Linked DNA regions of Mus musculus: all the other regions are linked to region 3. A link is a contact called in public ChIA-PET and Micro-C data. All regions are on one chromosome and are shown on one strand. The core of a region is the stretch at or near the end of the contact, and the rest is flanking DNA. Distances in the headings are between cores, read along the strand shown.

Region 1 (2,700 bases), core at 4-2,503, 590 kb after region 3:
ATCACCATTGAACACCCACACACAGATGTGGTGAAATGCACCCAGTTAGTAAGAGGTGAGTGGTCCCTCAACCATCTGGGATGAGTGGTGTGCTTTCTTTCCTCTAGGACTGGTATGGATATTGTGGATTCTAGCCTTATGTTGGGTTTTATTAAAAAGTGCAAATGTCATTTTGAAATAGTGTTCAGTATCTTAGTCATCTACTTCTGTCTGTTTTTTCCAAGTACATTTGGTTGCATTTGTGTGGTAATGGAGAAAACTAACAACTCTCATGCCGTTAGACCTTCTATGAGCAAGAGCCCTTCCCACGGGCTGCCAGTGTTGCTTTTCTAGTTCCCATCTGGATTGCTTATGGTGCATCGCAGCTTCTGGGATCTGCTTCTGTGCTTTTGGTCCTTTTGAAAACAAAAATCAGTGGTTTTGGTCTCTCACAGGGGTTTTGGAGAGAGAGAGAGAGAGATCACATACTTAGTATTTATCTTAACAGTCTCAGTCATTCTAAATTGAATTCATTTTACTTCTAGATAGCATTTTATTTTGAAAAAAAAAAAAAAAAAAAAAAAAAACAGCTTTGGAAAGCAAGCCCAGAGGCTTCAAGCCAGCATCTTTGCTAACAAAGTAGAGTTCTAAGACTAGGAACACACATTACCAGAGAATCACTTTGCAAAATACAATATTTTAATTATGGTTCCTATTCTTCACAAGCATATAAATATACTTTGTAGCACAGTTGCTTCCCTAGTTACAGTAAAGTATCAAATCAAATAGCAATTAGCTGTACGTGTTAAGAAAAGCATATAGGCTGGTCTCATTGAAAGAAAAGCATATAGGCTGGTCTCATTGAAAGAAAAGCATATAGGCTGGTCTCATTGAAAGAAAAGCATATGGGCTGGTCTTATTGAAAGCTTCAAAGAGTAAACCAGTCTGTGCAAGTTAGCAAACCACATAATTTGCTCTAAATCAAGAGCCTAAAGAACAATGAAGAAAGACATTAGTGTGTGTTTAACAAAGATATTACTTACTAAGGTACTGCCTTTAAATAAGGCTGGATTTTAAACAGATACTTTACAGATTTGATGTATTCCCACAAAGTTTTGGGGTTTTTTGTTTGTTAGTTTTGTTTTGATGTTCTATTAAAGTCTGATATCCTGAACCTTGAGTGCAGGATACTGTGTGTGTGTGTGTGTGTGTATGTGTGTGTGTGTGTGTGCGCATGCATGTGTGTTTGTTCCTTCATTCGTTCCTCTGACTCAGCTTTGAGGTGGCTGTACTTCCTCCCTTTAAAGATTTTCTTTTATCTTCACTGTCTTTGTTCTCTTTGCTCTGTTACAACTTTGAACTAACAAGAACACTTTACATTCCTTCCTGTATTGAATTTAGATACGTTCCTTAGGAAACATGATACCACAATTGAGTTTTTATTATTGTATGGAGGTTTTGGTTGGGTGGTGGTGGTGGGTAGATATGATTTGTGCGAAACCCTCACTTCCCACTCCAGATGAGACAGTTGCTACTTTGCTGCACAATTGACTGATGTCATTTTACCAGGGACCTTTCACTCTGATCTCTCCTTCCCTCCCCACCAGGAAAGAATACCATACTTAAGTCACACTGCCTCCAAGACCTCTGGTGCTCTGACAGTCTTCCTTAGCACAGCTCTGCCAGACCCAATCCCTTTTGTTAAACCTTCCCTTGATGATCACATGGGGCAGCAGGGATCACAGGTGCCAAGAGTGAAAACTAGGAGGGGAAAGAGTTTGGGGCCTTGAGGGTGGGGCTTGGGGCTGCCAGGCTAGTGATTTTTGATCAGAAGGGGTGGGGGCTGGTCAGGTCTCTGTGGGAAGAGCATGGGGTAGGGGAAGGGAAACCGTTTAGTATCTTATGGAACTAGTTAAAAACTGCTTTCCTGTTGGGGACCAGTGTCGGAAGCACTCCTCCTAGAATAATCCTCTTTCTAGGTTTTATCTCTAATGGAGTCGATAAGTTAAAAAATTAGTACAGTGGAGTTTCCTATACTCTGTTAATATCTAATAACAATATATAATAACATGATAAAGAACTGAGATTATGTTCTTAGAAGTTTGGGGTGGGGGTTGTTTTGCTCAATTTTGAAGGAAATATTTAAGCCAGCCTAAATATAATGACAGGATTAAGTTTGGCGGGCTACTCTTCATATTTGGTATTAGACTTCAAAAATCTTTTTCTTCTTCTTCTTTTTGTTTTTTGTTGTTTGTTTTTTTGTTGTTTTTTTTTTTTTTTTTAATCCAGGAGAATGCTTTATTTCAACTTTTAGCTGACTAGATGCTTAACTTAGTAACAAGTTTAGCCCTTGTAACTGGCTAGCTAAAAGCAAATCGGCTTGTTTCTCAGATCTATGGGGGATAGCAAGAAACATTTGAGTGAATGTTGTTGAAGATTTTCAGTAGTATAGAAAATGATGGCGCTCTTGTGATATTTGTAAGTAGTAAGTAAAATTTACTTTTTGTGTACAAATCTTTGATGTTGTATTGAGAGTTTTTGTGATGTTGACATGTTGAAGCTGATGATATTGTCTTCGTTCTTCTTTCTTTTCTTACAGCAAGCAAGGATTTGGCACAGACATCCTATTTCATGGCTACCAACAGGTTGTTATCCTGACCCTCTTTGTTGCACTGTTGTAGCACACTATAGCTTCCTTTAATGCAGGGCCCCCTCGACGTG
Region 2 (2,700 bases), core at 162-2,661, 900 kb after region 3:
TTTTTTTTTTAAGATCCTGTTCAAAGGCAACTTCTGACTTCTGGGGACTATTTGTATAAATGGGAGGAATTAGTTCAGAATTTCCAATACCTTCCAGGACATGAACCTATGCTGCTTCACAGACAGTAGCTAAAGGCAAATTAAAGCATCCTCTACAAACTCAAGAGTGAACAGATCTGATAAACACTGGCTCTGCAAGACTAAGTAGCAAAGTAGAAAATTACATTACAGGCTCGAGAATTACACCCATGCCATTTCATATTTCTGGATGGGTTTTTTTAGGGGGAGGGGGCAGTGCGGGGGGGGGGGTTATTTTAGACAAGGTGAATTCTGTAGTCCCAGCTGTTTTAAAACTCACTCTGTAGCCCAGGCTATGAACTCGCGGCGACCTTTCAGCTTCCAGCTGTTACAGGCATCAGCCACCACGCCCGACTGTTACCCACTATTTTCTTATAGCGCAATTAAAGTGCAGTCAATTTCCCATCTCTTGCCCTATACAGTCCGCCAAAATGCAGCACTAGCTTCATAATCTTCAACTCCCGCCAAACTTTTTGCAAGCGTCTTCAACTAAGCGGAAGTGACGTTAAACGGATGACCTAGACTTGGAAGAGTTCAAATACCAGCACTCTAAAACATTGTAATGTGTTGAGAAAATTCCCAACCCTGTTATATTCTCCTTCCTTTAGCGATGCGAAAAGACCTGACTAGAACCTTGCGACTTCATTCTCAACTCCAAATTATTCAAAAATTTCCTCTTACTCATCTAGACAAGGAGGTTACACCGTAACCTCTCAAGAACTACAATTCCCATGAAACACTACCGGAAGCAAAATGAGGAAAACAGGGTCTCAAAGCATCTTGGGAACTGTAGTCGCAGGAGCCAAAGTGCTCAGAAGCCCTGCCTCCACCACTAAGACTGGAGGAACCAGGTGTTCAGCCTGGAACCCGTTACCGCTAAGGGGCGGAGCCACATCCTTAAAGCCTTCCTCTCATCTTCCCACATGAACGACAAAATTGTCCTTTCATCCTTAAAAAGCTCTATAATCATTCCCTGAAGAAAGAGAGTTGTCTACCACATCTCCAGTGATTAAAATCGCCCGGAACTCGCCCACCTCAGGATTCTACTCGTGGGAAAGGTGGCTCTTTCACAAGTGGGCAAAATGGCTGTCCTCCTAGCTTTATCATTGGTTGACTCTTACGTCGTTCAGGGACGACAACTTGCCCGGGATTGGTTCTTTTTCTTTTGTGGGTGGAGATAGACTTAGTCCCGTTCTCCCGCTGTCCCGCAGTGATAATGGGGGTGGAGCGAAAGTGGTTTTCAAACGCTGATTGGATAATTTGTATGTCACTTAATGTTGACCTAGCGTATGAGGTAGGCTGCTTTCCGTCAACGCGACGGAGAGGCGGGGCCAGTGCGTGGTGGGAAGGGGCGGGATTCTGCCGCCGCGGCTGCCGCTGGAGCCGGTGTCCGGGCTGGTGATGGGGTTAATTCCCTTCCGTGAGACTCTACCTTGCAACCAGCCGGCCCCGCCGTCGCCCCGCTGTGCCGCGCTCCCGCCACCTCCTCCTGCTCCTTCTCAGTAACGCGGGTAAGAGATGCTGTCCCCTCCCCCGCGGCGCCCCGGGAATAACGCGCTCGCTCCCCTCCCCCGCCCGCCAACCGGTAGCGCTAACGGAGCGGGAGAGTGAGGCAGCCGGGGAGCTAAGCGCTGAGGAGACGGCGTCCCTCCCCTCTCCTCCGGCCCGCCAGGGGCCGTCGGGTTCTGAGGCGAGCCCTCTAGTCGCCTCCACCGCGCGGTGCCCGCCGCTTCGCTGGGGGCCATGTGCAGCGCCAACCCCTTGAGGCCTAGCGGGGGAGCTGGGGACAGGTTCCCGAGCGTCCCTGCTGCAGCTGCTGCTCTTGCGAGCCCTGGAGATCCGGGGAGGACGGAGGGGAAAAGCAACATAGTCAGGCCAGGCTGGAGCAGGGACCGTTCGCGGAACTGTTCTCCGGGGCCTGGACCAGATGCCCGGGGCTGATACCCCCGCTCCGGGGAATTGTCACACACACCAAAAGGGAAACAGCACGTCGTGCCCGTACTGCCCGTACTGCTAGAAAAAACACAGTGGGGAAATTAGCAAGAAAGTTGAATGACTGTCAGAGCCTTGGTCGTTGATGGACGAACCTACGGGGGACGTTATGATGTAAATCCCCCTCCCCCCTTTCCATCCCTGTATATTAGAAGTTTTTTTTTTTTTCTTCTTGTGGTTATGTACCAGAGATTGTCACTGTTGTCTGAAGTTGCTTTTAAGGAGAAACAAAATTGGGTTTGGCTGTTGTGACTTCTGTGAATTGGGTCCTGAGAGAGCAAGTCCCCTAAACTAGTTAGAGGTGAAGAGGTATCTTCCAAAGCAGTGCTGCTTACTAAATAATAAGGTGCATTTCTGAAGAGGTAAAAATAGAATTTCTAGCATGAATGAATACACACAAACACACATATCCCACTCCTAAGGTTATAGTTTGGCTGGGTCACGTTAAAGAATCTCATACCATACTCCCCTTTATTTTAGATTTTTTCCCTGGACAGGGTCTCTCTGTGTAGCCCTGGCTGTCCTGGTACTCACAATGTAGACCAGGCTGGCCTTGAGCTCACAGAATCCACCTGTCTCTGCCTCCCAAGAGCTGGGATCAAAGGTGTGGCCCCCCATCGCCCAGCTAAA
Region 3 (2,700 bases), core at 187-2,686:
CTCTGACACCTGGAAGCTCTTCTGATCCAGAAGTAGCCCAGCCTCTTCCTCCAGGTGGATGTTAAAGAAGGGCTGATTTCATTTGTGTACATTCCCAGGGTGCTCCAAGCAGGAGACAACACCACAGGTGTGTTCTATGAAGGACCTGGGTGTCAAGAGCTCTTACTCACTGGCTGTGTAGCCGAGAGGGCTACTTCACAAAACGCAGAAGAGGAACTAAATTGTTTCTAGTGTTAAAAAAAAAAATCCAAAATTCTATAATCCCCAGGTTTAAAATAATTCTGCCGGGGATGTGGAGGGGGGCAAGTTAGGGTGAAATTAGCCTAAGAACGGAGCTGTGAAACAAGGTTGAAGAAATTCTGCAGGATAAACCCTTCTACTGTAACTGGATATAGCGATGGCTCACAGGAGCAGAACTTCCTGTCATTTACACCCCGGGTAATCCATCAGTCCACCCTCCTTCCATTCCAGACAACACTTAACCAGGATCTATAATGCTCCGTGATGTAAATGCACGGCCAGCTCCCTGGAGGGTGGCCGATTGAATATTGCTTGCTAGTCAGTGTTTCATTGTGGTGCCCTCAGGGCAGGAGATGTGTTTTATTTCTGTTTGAATTTACAAGAGTACGGTGTTAAGCTGTCCAGGCTGCTCATAAAACGCAGACTGAGCAGAGAAAAAGAAGCACATTAGAAAAATTGTGTGCCTACTGTGTACCAGTCACTGCCAAACCCTTTACAAATATTTCATTACATTTTCACAATAATGTCATGGAGCAGCCGTTATTGCCCTCATTAATAGAGCCGCTAAGAGGATCCGGATAAATGACTTGCTCAGGGTCACCAAAGCCAAGGGTGTGATGCTTGTAATTCCTGTACTCAGGAGATGGAGGCAAGAAGATCCAGAGTTCGAGGGTATGCTCTGTTAAAAGCAAGTTCATCGAGGCCAGTCTGGGTTAGGTAAGACTGCACCACCCCCCCCCCCCCCCATCACAAAATAAACAAATACAAATCTGTTCAGTTAAAAAAAAAAAGACACGGGACAGAAATTCCTACTGTTTTTGCCAATCTACTCTATAAAGTATAAAAATGGAGCTCAGGGCGTTTGTTAAAAGTTGGCAAGACCCCCTAAACAGTTGAGCCCGCCATCTCCTCCCCACTGGTTTCACTCCTGAAAGGTCCCTGTCCTGAGGAGGCCCAGAGACCATCACTCTGGAGAATGCACTGTATGTAACAGTAATTGTACCCTGCCCCTGACCTTGCTAGAGTATTATTTACTCAGCTCCCTCGGTCTAGCTCTCTGCCTGTTTCTCCTTGGGCTGCGGAATGGAGCGGCTTCAAGTCCTCCTGTACAGGGTCTAGAGTTTGCAGACGATCCCCGAGAAGCCGAGGCGTTCCGAATTGGCTGAGCGCTCTGCCGGGGTGGGCGGGGAATTTGCGGAACGTCCGTGGCCCGGAATCCCTTTGCCTTGGAGAGCGGCGCGAGCCTAGAAGCTGAGAGAAGTTGGGTAGGTCGATCCGGGAAGGGTAGCAGAAACCTCGAAAAGATCTCCTAACCATTCTGTCCTGATCGTTTGGACTCAGGAGGAACGTCCCTGCTTGCGTCTAGGGGCGGAAGGTGGACGCGCTGCGCACGGCCCCGACAGGGCTGGTAGTTTTCAGACCGTCCCTGCCGAGGCCCGCTCGCCCGGCAGCCCTGCGGCTCCCGCGGTGGCGGCGGCGGCCCCAGGCTCGATCTAGCCCAGGTAGCCGCATCTCAGTCTCAGGGGGCGCTCTGACCCCGCTCCTGGCTGTGCCTGGGACCTCTGTTCCTGGAGCAAGGCTGCTGGAGAGTGAACCCGACTGCTACTGATGGTGCTTCTGCTGCTCCCCTACTAGCAGGTAAGAGCTGCTGCAGGGTCGAGCGATCGATTCAGAAGCTCGCCATCCCCCTTCGGGGAGATGCACGGACTGTGGATCGCGGGGGGACGCGTGGGGGATGTTAGGGGAGATGAGGCAGCCCTTATCCGGCCCAACGCTGACACCGGGGGCTGCGTGGGTGGATGTTCTGGCCGTGTTTGATTTGGGACGGGGGTGGGAACCCCAGAGTACAACCGAGGGACCCGCTTGGAGGGTCCACCACCTGCTCAGAGGCATCCCCTCTCATGGGACCCCGAAGATCTTCTCTAGCCTCTGAGGCTTTTAGGCTTCCAAGGAACTGTCCAGAAGGGGCTCGGGTGGCGTGGGCTGGAGGCGAGAAGCTGAGATTGGCATTTTGGACGCTGGGACCGCGATGAAACCAGAAACCAGGATGCCAGCGTGGGCCGGGCTAGGGTCCTGGGGATCCGAGAGCTCAGCGTGAGATGTGCCTTGAGCCAGTTGGAAGGAAGAATGAAGAGTGGGACCCCAGGTCCCTGGGGAGAAGGGATATAAAGATCCAAAGCTCCAGGCTGAAAGGTCAAGAAGACCCTTCGTAACCTAGAGAGCCTTAGGGACAGCCCGCCCCGGCCGCGATCCTGCCGGCGTGCACCCACGACTGGGAGATGGCAGAGGCTGCGGGATGTAAGGGCGACACCCGCGTACACACTCCCCCAGAGCATGCTCAGTGCGGTCCTGGGAACTTCCTGCCGAGTCGCCAGGCCAGCCTCTTTGGTCCCCTTTGGGGCCGCAGCTCGCTAAATTGGGGGTAGGGGGTGTGCGAGTGGGGAATCTCTGTACCCTCTT

What was found. A called contact is a pair of places that touch in the nucleus more often than the background predicts. ChIA-PET counts read pairs in DNA pulled down with a chosen protein or histone mark.
Region 1: a contact with region 3 is called in an RNA polymerase II ChIA-PET map of memory CD8 T cells, with 12 read pairs. The contact joins the enhancer-like site here to the promoter of Mgat5 in region 3. A contact is called at or near these places in 5 of 115 datasets of contacts at active chromatin or transcription factors (bone marrow-derived macrophages, double positive thymocytes, embryonic stem cells and 2 more).
Region 2: a Micro-C map of embryonic stem cells shows a contact between it and region 3, with 4 times the contacts expected there. The contact joins the promoter of R3hdm1 here to the promoter of Mgat5 in region 3. A contact is called at or near these places in 1 of 39 promoter capture datasets (the SN4741 cell line), 4 of 484 Hi-C or Micro-C datasets (CD4 T cells, CD8 T cells, embryonic stem cells and 1 more) and 2 of 115 datasets of contacts at active chromatin or transcription factors (craniofacial prominence and thymic regulatory T cells).

Annotation. Positions count from the first base shown.
Region 1 is chr1:127,795,263-127,797,962 of GRCm38.p6, forward strand. It overlaps Ccnt2 (cyclin T2), which reads left to right. Exons shown (of 9, transcript NM_028399.1): 5 at 1-55; 6 at 2,579-2,624. Among named protein-coding and RNA genes, the nearest start is that of Ccnt2, 22 kb to the left of the region's middle. Within about 2 kb of position 1,254, at least 40 of the 459 cell types and tissues checked have an H3K27ac peak or open chromatin away from gene starts, as enhancers often do. A contact at or near this core is called in bone marrow-derived macrophages, memory CD8 T cells and microglia, where this site is marked.
Region 2 is chr1:128,101,895-128,104,594 of GRCm38.p6, forward strand. It overlaps R3hdm1 (R3H domain containing 1), which reads left to right and starts at 1,412. Exons shown (of 27, transcript NM_181750.2): 1 at 1,412-1,589. It overlaps Zranb3 (zinc finger, RAN-binding domain containing 3), which reads right to left and starts at 577. Exons shown (of 21, transcript NM_027678.3): 1 at 359-577. It also overlaps the pseudogene Gm29383.
Region 3 is chr1:127,203,550-127,206,249 of GRCm38.p6, forward strand. Mgat5 (mannoside acetylglucosaminyltransferase 5) reads left to right here and starts at 1,437. Exons shown (of 18, transcript NM_145128.3): 1 at 1,437-1,878.